Linked DNA regions of Mus musculus: region 1 is linked to region 2. The links are chromatin contacts, called in public Hi-C maps. All regions are on one chromosome and are shown on one strand. Each heading gives the region's core, a stretch centred on a gene start, on an enhancer-like site or on the middle of the called end of the contact. The rest is flanking DNA. Distances are from core to core; before and after follow the strand shown. Region 1 has its middle 51 kb from the start of Zfp648. Region 2 overlaps Rgs8 (regulator of G-protein signaling 8).

Evidence for each region. Hi-C and Micro-C count contacts between places; a contact is called where the count stands out from the background.
Region 1: a contact with region 2 is called in a Hi-C map of liver, with 3 times the contacts expected there. The contact joins two enhancer-like sites. A contact is called at or near these places in 2 of 484 Hi-C or Micro-C datasets (both in liver) and 1 of 9 other capture datasets (macrophages).

Annotation. Positions count from the first base shown.
Region 1 is chr1:154,148,781-154,152,222 of GRCm38.p6, reverse strand. No RefSeq gene overlaps it. Among named protein-coding and RNA genes, the nearest start is that of Zfp648, 51 kb to the left of the region's middle. Within about 2 kb of position 1,697, at least 171 of the 459 cell types and tissues checked have an H3K27ac peak or open chromatin away from gene starts, as enhancers often do. A contact at or near this core is called in liver, where this site is marked.
Region 2 is chr1:153,677,736-153,681,697 of GRCm38.p6, reverse strand. The region is part of intron 5 of Rgs8 (regulator of G-protein signaling 8); the gene reads right to left. Among named protein-coding and RNA genes, the nearest start is that of Rgs8, 27 kb to the right of the region's middle. Within about 2 kb of position 2,452, at least 52 of the 459 cell types and tissues checked have an H3K27ac peak or open chromatin away from gene starts, as enhancers often do. A contact at or near this core is called in liver, where this site is marked.

The DNA.
Region 1 (3,442 bases), core at 448-2,947, 470 kb before region 2:
AGCAGACAAGTGGGTCTCTCACTGCCATGTCACCTATGGGGAACTCCTGCAAACATCTGCTCTTATGTGGACTTAGAGAGCCGGGAGGCCTTCTACAGTTTAGGACCTAGAGAAGACAATTTCTTCTTTCTGTTTTAGCATGTTCAGAATGCCTGTCCTTAGGACATGATCTTTCTGGCCATCTTCCTAGGAGCAGGGTTTTGGATTAGTCATTAGATCTGGCACTTTAGCCATCCATGGAGAATGAGAGTGAATTGAACAGCTATGTAGGTATCCTGGTTTGTGAGTGCCCCCCACCCCCGCCTCCTGTATTATCGAGAAAGGCAAGGGCCAGGAGTAAAGCCTGAGTCCAAAGATTTAAGATCCTAGCTAATAGACTGTTCTCAGCAATGGAGACTCTCCTACTCACCCTTTCCAGGCTGGAACAGATGAAGGTGAATATGGTCAGCCATCAGCCAACGTCGGAATGGGACCCCTTAGAGCCTGTGCATTATAAAGTGATGCAGGAAAAAAAGGAGCTCAAGACAGTCCAGTTATGCAGCGAGGTTCAAGCTACAGCACAGGTCTTATGGCCTCTGATCAGAGTTAAACCCAACTCCAAGGTCCAAGTCCCAACATATGAGCCCAGACTCTGGGGTACCACCAGTTATGATCGCAAAAAGGAGAGTAATGAAAACCCGTGTCATCTAGGTTTGAATGCCTATGTCCTGCATAAACACCATCAACACTGGTGGGACTGGGAGCTGGTTTCAGATGCAATGGCAATACTTCTGGAAATGCTGAAAATAAAGGCTAAAAGGATGGCTTAGCATTTAAAATTCTTGCCATGCAAGCATGAAGATTGAAGTTTGGATTCCCAGAACCGGCACAAAGTCTGGATGAGGGTGGCCACCCCCCTGTTGTAATCCCAGTGATCAGAAATTGGAGACAGGGGTTCTCTGGAGCAAGGTGACTAGCCAGAGTAGTTACATGTGTGAGTTCTGGGTTCAACTGCAAGACTTTGTCTCGATATATAGAGTGGAGAGAAAGAGAAAGGTACCGGCTATCAACCTAGGGAAGCCACACTATGCAAAAACAAGTACATACTTGCATACATGAATACGTATGCTTAAAGAACGTGGGCACAGCTAATATTTCAGCTTGAATTTTCCTGTGTGCCTACTGCAGACATCTGCATTACAATAGAGAGAGAGAGAGAGAGAGAGAGAGAGAGAGAGAGACCTAAGAAACTGAAGTGCTGAGAAACCAACAAATTTAACCGAGTCATGGACATGCTGGAAGTAAAGTTCTTCGGCATCAAATTTGGTGCCTTTGGCTGTGGGGCATATCTAGGATCCCTAAATAAGTTTTTGGTTATCAGAGCAGATCGGTCAGTCCCTCTCCAGGCAGGAGGTCATCTGGGGGCTCCAGGAGTTCAGCTCTAGTGTCTAAACAGCCAAAGTGAATTATTCACTTAGGAGGCTGAAAAACAACCCCTGGGTTGTGAAACGAAGCTTTCCAGAGTTAAATGTCTTAGTCACTTGGAATCTGACCAAAGTCAACTCTTGGCCCTGACCCACCCATATGTCTGTGCTGGAAGGGAGCAGAGACAGGGAAACCCCAAAACAAATATGAAAATGGCTTGTCAGCGCAGGATGGGCAAAGTTCTCAAGGGGCAGGTGTGCTCCAGGTGAGGCAGGGTTTCTGGCAGCTTAGCTGATAAGCAGGTCACAGAAGGGCTGTCAGCAGCATTGTTTGGTTCCAGGCCTGAACGGGTCTGTGGCTTACATAACAGCTTGGCAGGCAGATGCAGCCAGGCAGAAGCGCACGGTTTTCCAGCAGCCCGTAATCATCTTTGATTCTCTGTCTGCTCAGCAGCTTCCATGTGCTGGGGGAGGCAGCTGTGCAGAGTGGGCAGGGCAGGATTCCAGCACACTGCAGTCTTCTGTCTCCTCTAGCAGAACAAACAGCCAGGGAATCATCAACCGCCACCCAGCAGGGCTGGGGCGGTCTGAGGGAGGAGCTGTTGTCAAGCCTGGTCCAGGCCTGTGGGCAGAGATTAGCCTACAGGTGAACACCAGAGCTGTCAGAAGTGTGTGTGTGTATTGGGGGAGGGGTGCCCTGACACCTGACACTCTTTGCCACCTTGTCTTGTCTGTGGGAACAGAGACATTCCCTCTTTTAAATACAGAGATCTCAGAATTCAATGTCATGTCCATCACAAAAGGCAATTGGGGAAGGGGCTCTATGTCTTACTAAATAATACTGCCTGCCTTCTCCTCTATACAGGTACCAGTCTGATCCTGCTGAGTCCTAGGCATGTGGTGGTGAGAAGGAGAACTTCAGACAGTGGTGCATCACTTGGCTGAAAACACAAATCTGCATCTCTCTCTCTCTCTTTCTCTCTTTCTCTCTTTCTCTCTTTCTCTCTCTCTCTCTCTCTCTCTCTCTCTCTCTCTCTCTCTCTCTCTCTCTCTCTCTTTCTCTCTCTCTCTCTCTCTCTCCCTCCCTCTGCCTTAATCCTAACTTGTTCTAGCTGACTAGCAGCAGCTGGTGTTCCTGTTAAAATGACTCCTACTCTCTACTGGCTGTAGATCTCACTCCCCCTGTGGTCTTCCACCTCAAATCTCCTCGGGCACTCACTCTGCTTGTCTGGTTCTTGAAGAACCAGGGATTGGGATGAAGTCCCTGCTCCATCTGAGTGGTACCCTTCTGGGAGTGATCCACCTACCCTGGTGAGTTAGTAGAAGCTAGGTAGTAACTATGAAAGAAATATGAAAGAGATACAGTTTCTATCAGCAGAAACAGGAAGGTCTTTGGATGGGGGCTCCATCCATTTATTCGTTCAACAGTTTCCCTCAGAGGTCTCGCCTTAGAGGTCAAACTAATGCTGGCGATTTTATCAGGAATGCAGCACTGGTCATAGGGCTTTCAGTCCTGGTACCGAGCGCTTCTGTTCTACATGTATTTAGATTAATGAATAATTGTGCACGCGAACTGTTGATCTTGGCAGTGCTGTGCAATTACCAAACACGCCCACACCCTCATCTATCTACTGACTGGACACACTTTGTTTTGCAAGTGATTTATGTGACCTTGCGTGGTGTTGTGCTCAGATGTTCCTGAATGTTCTGACTCCTTCTGACCCCTAGCCTGCACCTCATGCCGCAACCCCTTGACGACGCCATGCCACACAGATGATCTCTCTGTATTTACTTCATTCCTTGGGCCTCTGTGTCCTTGTTGGTTCTGCCAAGCCCTTGACCTTGTCCCTTTCTTTACTTCGATGCAGTCCCAGTCTCCTCGCCCGCCCCGCCAGCTCCTAGTGCCTTCCCAGAAGTCTCCTGGGTCCTGGGAGGGGCTGGGCCCTCACTCTTCTGTTCTCACTTTCCCTGTGAACCTTCTATTTGTCTGTCCTCACCTCGATGCTCATGTCCCTGGAGGCAGGGACTGGACTTTCATT
Region 2 (3,962 bases), core at 1,203-3,702:
CACACACACATACACAGGGGCTCTGGTTTTGAATCCTATATGACCTTGGGAGAGTACTCTAACATCTTAAAGCCCAAGATGGAAATCTAACTTGTAAAAATGGAGACCATTCGGGAACTCACTGCGCTGTACGGATCAAGTGAAGCAATCTATGCAAAATTGCTTGGTACTCACTACGAGCAGTCAATAGTGCTAGTCGTAGGCTTGGTTTACAAAAGGAGTGTGAGATCTGAGCATAGAACTGCCTGTGGTCACTAAGCCAGTAAAAGGAGCAAAGGAGATTTGCCTACACATCTGGGTGATGTTAGAGCACGCCTGTCCTCTCTCCAATGACCACTTTCTTCAAAGAGGGGATGAATGTTAAACCCCGGTCAGGCAAACACACTGAGCATATGTGTGCCACAGCCCTGCAAAGGTGCCATTTGGCTCACAGGCTTGGGGCTGGTCCAGCTGGAGGACACCTCCCATCACCTTTTCTATGGTGAGAACTGAGGCTATTAGGAACCACCAAGAGCCTGGAATCTACCTAAATTCTTTCCATCCTGCAACCCCAACAGTCAGCCTACCACTAGTGGTTCTTTCATTGAGAGAAAACTAACTTGTCCTTCTCAGCATCCCATTGTACCTTCCTGGGCATCCTTTCCAGCCTTTAGCCAGGGACCACAAGCATCCTTGGAAATACACTGCTCTCTTCTAGGCATCAAATCGATTGGTTGCCTGCTGTTCAGGATGGGATGGGGAGTGGGGGTGGGGGTGGGGGTCGGCAAGGGCTAAACCCAGGCATTCACTCCACTTTGGAGTTGTCAGGGATTTCAAGGGAGCGTTTGAGGGGCCAAGAAAAGAGAAATAACGGCCCTGTTGCCATGGACTCTCCTGGTGTCTGGACCTGAGAAGCAAGAACAGACGGCAGCAAAGGCAGCCATCACAAAGGCCGGCAGATGCACCTGCCCTCATCCCTTCTCAACTCACCCACATTCTCTACCCAATCGCTCTCAGCCACAGCCTCCTCCCCCTACCCTTTTTATGCTCCCAGAACAGGTGTCACTGCAGGTAGGCCATGGAGGTTCACTGAGCAAAGAGACATTCCACCCAAGAACAACCGAAGTGAGTGGTGGGGGTGGGGGAGTTCTGGGGATGCAGGAAGCACCAATGCTTCAGAAGCTCCGCCTCCTTCTGCCAGCAGCCCCGCCTCTTCCTGCCAGTAGCAGATGGCAGGAGGCAACAGCATCCTCAGGACAGACCACTTGCTCCAAGCCTGGTCCGAGTCTCTTGCTGATGTGTCCCAGCAAGTGAATTACTGGGGATGGGGGACGGGGGGGGGGGGAGCAGGGACCTATTTTTTCTTCTCATTCACTTCTTTTCTCACCATCCTTCTCCCAGTAAGCTTTGCATTGGTTCCTCTGCATCTTCCCTACCCCTTGTCCTGTTTCTTGTCTTTTACCATTTTTCTCCCCTGTCATTCCACCATTCACTTTCCCTCCGGAGGACCCTCCTTCCTGCCTTCTGTTTGTCCACAAACCGTAATTGGTTCTAAATGCAGAGTGTTGATTTATCACTAAACAACTCAGCGGCATCTGCTGTTATCTCTAGGGGTGGCCATGTTTGCATTAGCAGTGCCGCCGAAGCTAGAGACCTGTGTACACTGCACACTAGGTGGGGAAGACTGGAGCTCTGATCCAGACCCCACTCTAGAACCTTACTCCTGAGCTCCCGCACATTTTGGGCAACATGACTCCAACCCCAGAAGCTATTGTGCCCTGGCTCTGACACACAGTATTTGGCATGAGCTAGTGTGTAGAGAGGTGTGGCCTCTCTGTTCTTTAGTCTCCTCCACAGGGTTAAGGGGACTGCAATGGGTTTACACACACACACACACACACACACACGTGACAGGCAGAGCCTGACTTATAAGCAGGGAATGCTGGATACTTGTTCATGACTGTTACTCTCATGTTCTAAGGGAATGCTGATCCATAACTGAATGTTTAATGCTAAATGCAGTCCTGGCAATCAAAGGCAGTGGACGGGCAGTGAACAGTTCAGAAAAAAACAGGAGAGGAGGAGGAGGAGGGAGGTGAGGGCTCTCTTCTAGTTGTTTTATTAGCATTTGACTTAGGCTTTCTTTGAATAACCCTCCCAGGAGTCAAGGCTCTGGAAACAGCACAAAGGTTTTGGGATGGGTGCCTTGCCAGCAGCAGGAAGGGACAGGCATGTACAGTTCAGGATTCCTGGAACAGTGGGCAGGATATTGGCGTCCTTTCGAACAGCCACAGAACCTCCAAGAACATGCCGTGGCCGCACATGCTGCCGGCTGCTGGCTGGCTCCCTCTGATTCTTTCCTGCGGCGTGCTTACATAAGGGGAGAAATTGGGTCACTATGAATGAGCGGTGCAGCGGGTACAGCAGGGAGGGTGGCTTAGGTAACAGTTCAAGGTCCAGCAGCCCCGATTTAGCTGGCAGCAAGGGTGGACTTGAGCCTCCATCAGTTCCCAGGCTCAGGAAAACACAAAACAAACAAGGGGGGAAAACTATTTTTAAACACTGTGTTTACCAAAGTACTCTCTCAAAACCCAGCGTCCTCTTGCATTCCTGATCAATGGGAGAAAACAGTCCATTGAATAGAATCCAAAGTCAAGCCGAGGATAGGAGCCGGAAAATGTGTTTATACAAGCTAAGGTGCATAAGCTACTGGAGAAGACAAAACCTGTTTCCCTCGGAACCAAGCCGCTGGTTTAAATTTTGCAGTGAGAATCACGTCAGGGTCAGAAAATCTTCCTCTGTGTCATCTGTGAGGCAAAGGTTTTGAAGTAAATGACTGTGGCTAATCAAGATTCATGTATGGATTTTACTTAGGGAACAAACTATTGCCAGTTATGAGATCTGCTGGCAAGCAATTGGGATGCTAATTATAATTTCACACTTATGATTACTGGTTTTCTTAAATGATCTCTGGTATATATCACCTGTGTGTGTGTGTGTGTGTGTGTGTGTGTGTGTGTGTGTGTGTGTGTGTGTGTGTGTGTGTGTTAGGATGACAGTATATCAGGCTTCTTCCTCTTCCTAAGATACAGAAGCAGAAGAAAGGCCATACAGAGCTTACAGCTGCTACCCCAATAAAAAAGTACTAAAGGCCAGGTGGTGGTTGCCCATGCCTTTAATGCCAGCAGTCGGGACAGAGAGATCTCTGTGAGCCCAAGAACAGAGTGAGTTAGAGGACAGCCTGGGCTACGCAGTGGATCACTGTCTCAAAGAACAAAACTAAACAACAAGAACCAAAAAAAAAAAAAGTACTGTAAAGCTCACAGATGCTAGTCTGTAGCCTAAAAAAAAATCTCCACATTCAGTATCAAAGAGTAGTTCTCAGATGCATTTTATGGAAGAATACTGCTGGGACCCTCAACCAAGGGAACATACCAGATTTTACCTCCTGGGCTTGTAAAAACTCCACTCCCAGCAGGGTTCTCTCACATTCATTAGGGAAGGTGGGTAGGAAGACAAGAGGGAATCACAAAAGCTCAGGAGAGCTGAGTAAAAAGAAACATCAAGTCACTCTGGGAAGTCTCCCTCTGATCTGCTGCCTCAAGCTGTCCACGGGATCAGTACGCCTTCCATTAGCACAGGCACACAGGACTCACAAAATGCGTATTTTCTCAGTAAGCCAATGTATTATAGCAAAAAATAATCAGACAGCTATCCTTTATCAGGCCTTCTGTGTACCAGGTCACCTCTTTTAGCATTTGGGGAACAGCAACTGTGTTGAAGTCTTACGCCGTACAAGCCTTCCTTCCCCTTTCACAGATGAGGAAAACTGAGGCTCCTTGCCATTAGGTGATGGGCCTGAGGTCACAGAGCTGATGAGGGACAGGAGGCGGGGTTAGGAACTTGCACAGCTGCTTCTCTTCAGACCTTTTATAGGCAATGAGGAGCTGCCCATTGTCCTGGAGCCCCTCCCAGCAAGGTAC